2 separate regions of the Pan troglodytes genome follow, and region 1 is linked to region 2. Evidence: chromatin contacts called from public Hi-C data. All regions are on one chromosome and are shown on one strand. The core of a region is the stretch at or near the end of the contact, and the rest is flanking DNA. Distances in the headings are between cores, read along the strand shown.

Region 1 (2,700 bases), core at 88-2,587, 320 kb before region 2:
TATGTGTGTGTGTGTGTGTGTTTTTTGAGGGAGTCTCGCTTTGTCACCCAGCCTGGCGTGCAGTGGTGCCATCTTGGCTCACTGCAACCCCCCCACCCCCGTCTCCTAGGTTCAAGCGATTCTCCTGCCTCAGCCTCCCGAGTAGCTGGGACTACAGGCACGTGCCACCACACCCGGCTGATTTTTGTATTTTTAGTAGAGACGGGGTTTCGCCATGTTGGGCAGGCTGGTCTCGAACTCCTGACCTCAGATGATCCTCCAGCATGGGCCTCCCAAAATGCTGCGATTACAGGCGTGAGCCACCGTCCCCGACCCTTTGTTTTTTAAAAGGAAGAAAAGTTAATTATTCGCTCATAACATAAGGAATCATTCTATAGCAGCAGCAGAATAAATACATAATGCTCTGGGTTTGTGACATATTTTCTCATTTTAACGGAGAAGAGAAGGTTGTGTGTGCCTTATAAACGTTTTTGGGCAAATGTGGGAGAAATTCAAAGGTGACAATGGGGTGAGGAGTTTTCGATACATTAAAACGGCATGCATGCCTTGTCGTTTGGAGTGGGAAAAAAGATATTCCTATCGGTTTAATATGTAACATATGGCAGAAGAGGGGACTTTGGAAGAGTAACGGGTATGCAGTTGTTGGGGAGAGATGGCCAATGTGTGCCGCTATGAGGGTCTTATGGCCAGCAGGTTAGGAAGCTGGACCTAGGTCTTCAGGGCACTGAGGTATGCCTCCTAACTGGTGTTAGCACTCAGGCCTATACTGGCGGTACTGGCGGATTCACACCCCACTTTCACACATGCACAAACGCAATTCATCCACCAACTGCAGTCCTATATTTACCCGAACTCAGATGCACGTGCACAAGCGCGCACAGGCATGCACACGCCTCCAGCGGCTGGGCCCGATTCCGCCCTATGACAGCGGGCCAGCCAACCCCAGGGCCGGAACTCCCTTTATAAAGTCCTCCAAGCCCAAATTCCCAGGGAAACTTGAATAGAGGCAGAAAAGCGTTTGATGATAGAAAAAAAAAATCTGCTTGCTTGCAGTTCTTCTGATGGCCATAATGCTACCAGAAACTGTTGCATTCCAGAGCCGGGGAGAGCGAGGTCAGGCAGGGGGAGGAGGCGGGAGCAAAGAGGCCGGAGAACTTGAAAGAAGAAATCAGAACTCGGGCTGAGAACGCCCTCGGGGCCGCGGGGGGCTGGCAGGGGGCGGAGGAGAGGCCGGGGAAGGGTTAACGCGGGAGCGGAGCGTGCGGCGGGGGCGGGCCGGGGCGGGGCGGGCGCGGGGCGCTGTCCCTTTAAGGCGGGCGGCGCGGGCCGGCCGAGCGCGGCTGTGATTGGCGCGGCGGGATCACTGGCTCCGCGAGCCTGGCCCGGGGGAGTCGGCTGGAGCCGGCTGCGCTTTGATAAGGTCCTGGCAACTCAGTAACAGCCCGAGAGCCGGGAAATAAAAATAACCCCTCAGAGCGATGGATTTCGGGGCCGCCCGGCGGCCGAGGCGCCCGCCGAAGGCCCTGCTGTAAAAGGTGGGGGTGGAAGCTCGGCCCCAGCGGAGCCGCTTCAAAGAAAGTCCCCCTGTTACAGGGGGCGAGGTCGCGCCAAGCCGCGGCGTGGGCGCGGGGGGCGGGAGGGGGCCCGGCCAGGCGGAGGCCGGGCCTGGAGAGGGGCGCGGGCGGGGCGGCCCTGCGGAGCGGTGGCGGGGCTGCGGGGGGCGGCCCGGGGCGCGGCCGGCGCGTACCTCCCTTTCAGGACCGTGCGCTCGGCTCGCGCCTTTGAAGTGCACAGTTAAATCCACAGCGCAGTTTTTGTTGGAAGCGCCCGGAGGACATTTGGTGCGCCGAGTGACTGCTGGAAACAGGACCTGTGTTGAAAGCCGGGCCGGGCGGGGGCGCAGGGGCCGGGGGCGGCCGCGGCGGGGGCGGAGGCCCGCTCGGATCTTTTGCATAAAAGGGGCGGCGGGGCGCGCCGTTCCCCTCCCCGGCCGGTGGCTTTCGCTCTGAACCCGGGATTGTTGTTTCCCGCACCCCCTCCCCCGCCGCGCGACTCCCCATGTTCCCCGACGCCGCGGCCGGCCCGGGGGGGCCCGGGGCTGCCGCCGCGAGCCGAGCCGGGGGCCGGGGCCGGGCCCCTGCCAGGGGCGCCTGCGAGGTCTCGCCGCGGAGCGCGCGCGGGGATCAATGGTGAGTGCCGAGGCCGAGGCGGCCGGGCGGACCGCGCGCTTTGATGTGCGGGGCGGCCCTTTGAAGTTGGCAGGCCGGCTATTTCGGGGCGCGCTAGGGGCCGGCGCGGAGGGGAGCGGCGGACCCGGCGCCCAGCGTTCCGGGGGGGCTTGGCCGGGCAGCCCTGCGCGCCCTGCGCCGGAGCCCCCTCCCCAGCGCGGGGACCGGGTTGGCGGGGGGCCCGGAGAGGAGACTTATCCGAGTGGCGGCAGTGGCGGGGGCGGAGAGGGGGCAGATACCCCCCGGGGGTCGCGTCGCTGTCGCGGTTATGGATGTGAGTCGGCGTGTGAGTGCGCGCGGGAGTGCCTTTGGGAGGTGGGATGAAAGGGTAGCGGCGCCCCCCGCTTGCCCTCCCCCGCCCCCCGCCTCTCCTCCGCCCCATCCTCTCCTCCTACTTCTCTTCCCCCTCCCCTTTTCCCCTCCCTGCCGCGGGTCCGCGCTAAGGGGCCCACAGCGCTGGCGGAGGCTCAGT
Region 2 (2,700 bases), core at 46-2,545:
TGCACCCAGATTCATTTTTTCAAAGTGCAGCTCCAATCAGCCACTGCCAGGCCCAAAATCCTCCTGTGGCTCCCCAAGGCCTGTCAAATTAAGTCTAAACTCAGTTCAGCTCTGGGATCAACCTACCTTTACAATATTATCTCCTTCCATCCTTTTAATGAACCAAACTCCTTGTGGTTCTCACATTCGCCCCCATCCCCTCGCCACACTGTTGTTCTTGCCCTGCCCTCCAACTAGATGCTTCCTGTTTCTCTCTCTGTCATTTGAGGTCCAACCCAAATTCATCTAAGGACACCCTGATTGCACCGGTGGGGTGATTCTTTCCCTCTGAAATGTCATCATCTCCAGACAATTGATCACATTCTGCTTTGCATTATTTTATTTTTTATTTTTTATTTTTATCATTTTTTTACTTTTTTGAGACAGTCTCCCTCTGTCACCCAGGCTGGAGTGCAGTGGTACCATCTCAGCTCACTGTAACCTCCACCTCTCAGGTTCGAGCGATTCTCCTGACTCAGCCTCCCGAGTAGCTGGGACTACAGGTGCATGCCACCACACCTGGCTAATTTTTGTAGTTTTAGTAGAGACAGGGTTTCACCATGTTGGCCAGGCTGGTCTCAAACCCCTGACCTCAGATGATCCTCCCACCTTGGCCTCCCAAAGTGCTGGGATTATAGGTGTGAACCACCATGTCCAGCCTGCTTTGTATTATTTTAGTGCATTTTCATGCCCTGACAGCTGGGAAAGTCCTCAAGGACTGAAGCCATGTGAGCCATTCACATCCTCCGGCACCACCAACATAGTATATCCTCAATCAATGGGTGTTGAATGAATGCGTAAGTTACAAACGATGCTGAGACATGCTGAGCCAGCCCATTTATAAGCCACCCTCTTCTTAGCTCTGCTACTAAAAACACACACAGACCATCTCATTTGCACTTTTCTCTCAAGTCAAGCAGTGCATACACATCCCCTCATTACAGATCTATCTGACTCTTCTCTCTTCAGACCCAGATCTCTTGCCCTTAGGGTTTCCAGCCAACTCCCTCCGACTGGAATCACAGTCTCGGGGCTTAGTTGACTTCTGAGGGCCTTGTTCTCTGTCTTGCTGTCCCCAGCTCTCTGCTTCTAGGACAATCCCCAGGCCCAGGAGCAAAGCCAAAGCTTGGTCCCAAGGCAGTCCCCTTAGAACCAGCTAGAGAGCAAAAGAAACTCTGCCTTCTCTGAGATCAAAGCTTTGTGCAGCAGGATCACCGGTGGCCTAATGCCATGCTACCATGGCAACATGAATTTTAAGCATTCATCGGCAGAACCTGCCTGCTCTATTTCAACAACCCTGGAGTCAGCCTCTCCGGGGTGAGACTTCCCACAACAAGGGACAAGGGTGTGCCTGGGGAATCTGAGTCACTTTCTGGGGTCAGGCCAACCTGCCCTGGTAACTGACATCCTGAAGCCTGACTCCATAGGGGAGTGGGATGTCACACTTATGTTTCCAGGACAGAATGTGTTACTGGGGAAGACATGAGGGCACCAGCAACCTCAAGGGCAGAACCCCAACAAGGAGGCTAAAACAGTTTCCCACTTCCGTCCCTTCCAGGAACAGGCTCTTCTATGTCTAGGGATGCAAAGAGGACTGCATAGTCCCCAATCCCAATGACTTCACAAACTTTCAGAAAGATAAATCACATATTAAAATAATACAGGGTGGGTGTGGTGGCTCATGCCTGTAATCCCTGCAATTTGACAGGCTGAGACAGGTGGATCACTGAGGTCAGGAGTTCGAGACCAGCCTGGCCAACATGGTGAAACCCTGTCTCTACTAAAAATATAAAAATTAGCCAGGTGTGGTGGCATGCACCTGTAATCCTAGGTACTCAGGAGGCTGAGGCAGGAGAATTGCTTGAACCTGGGAGGTGGAGTTTGCAGTGAGCCAAGATCGGGCCACTGCACTCCAGCCTGGGCGACAGAGTAAGACTTCATCTCAAAAAACAAACAAACAAACAAATAAATAAATAAAATAATACAGGCTTGGTGCAGTGGCTCACACCTGTAATCCTAGTACTTTTGGGAGGCCAAGGCAGTCAGATCGCTTGAGCCTAGGAGTTTGAGACCAGCCTGGGCAACATGGAAAAATCCTGTCTCTACCAAAAAAAAAAAAAATTAGCGTGGCATAGTGGTGCATGCCTATATTCTCAGCTACACTGGAGACCGAGGTGGAAGGATCACCTGAGCCCAGGAGTTTAAGTGCAGTGAACCCTGATCACACCGCTGCACTCCAGCCTGGGCAACCAATGAGATCCAGTTTCAAAAAAAAAAAAGATACAAAGTGAAATGTAACAGATTCTCTGATTTCCTGTTAAGCTTTACACTGGGACCACTGATGCTGGTGGCACAAGACAAGCACCAAAAGCCCCACTGAGGCTGAATCATCTGGCACAGGCTAGGATACACCAGAGGACAGGCAGGGAGGCTCATGCCCCGCAGTCTCTCTGGTCATCCTTATCATCTCTGTCCTCCCAGGGTTAGGAGTTTGCAGGAGGACCAGAGCCCCTAACATTCTTGGCCTCTAGAAGAATGTGGTGCTCCCCACGTGGTCTCACTGCTGCAGTAAATGCTAACACCAACAATGTGAAAGTGTTCCTAACAGTTCCAGCTAGGATGTAAGGGCATGATTATCCTCACACATGCATTATTGGTAGC

Evidence for each region. A called contact is a pair of places that touch in the nucleus more often than the background predicts.
Region 1: a contact with region 2 is called in a Hi-C map of stem cell-derived neural progenitor cells, with 2.9 times the contacts expected there. The contact joins the promoter of AXIN2 here to the enhancer-like site in region 2. A contact is called at or near these places in 2 of 7 Hi-C or Micro-C datasets (induced pluripotent stem cells and stem cell-derived neural progenitor cells) and 1 of 1 datasets of contacts at active chromatin or transcription factors (stem cell-derived excitatory neurons).

Annotation. Positions count from the first base shown.
Region 1 is chr19:78,548,928-78,551,627 of NHGRI_mPanTro3-v2.0_pri, reverse strand. AXIN2 (axin 2) reads left to right here and starts at 1,337. Exons shown (of 10, transcript XM_054670595.1): 1 at 1,337-1,535.
Region 2 is chr19:78,232,021-78,234,720 of NHGRI_mPanTro3-v2.0_pri, reverse strand. No RefSeq gene overlaps it. Among named protein-coding and RNA genes, the nearest start is that of RGS9, 110 kb to the right of the region's middle. Within about 2 kb of position 1,295, at least 8 of the 24 cell types and tissues checked have an H3K27ac peak or open chromatin away from gene starts, as enhancers often do. A contact at or near this core is called in stem cell-derived neural progenitor cells, where this site is marked.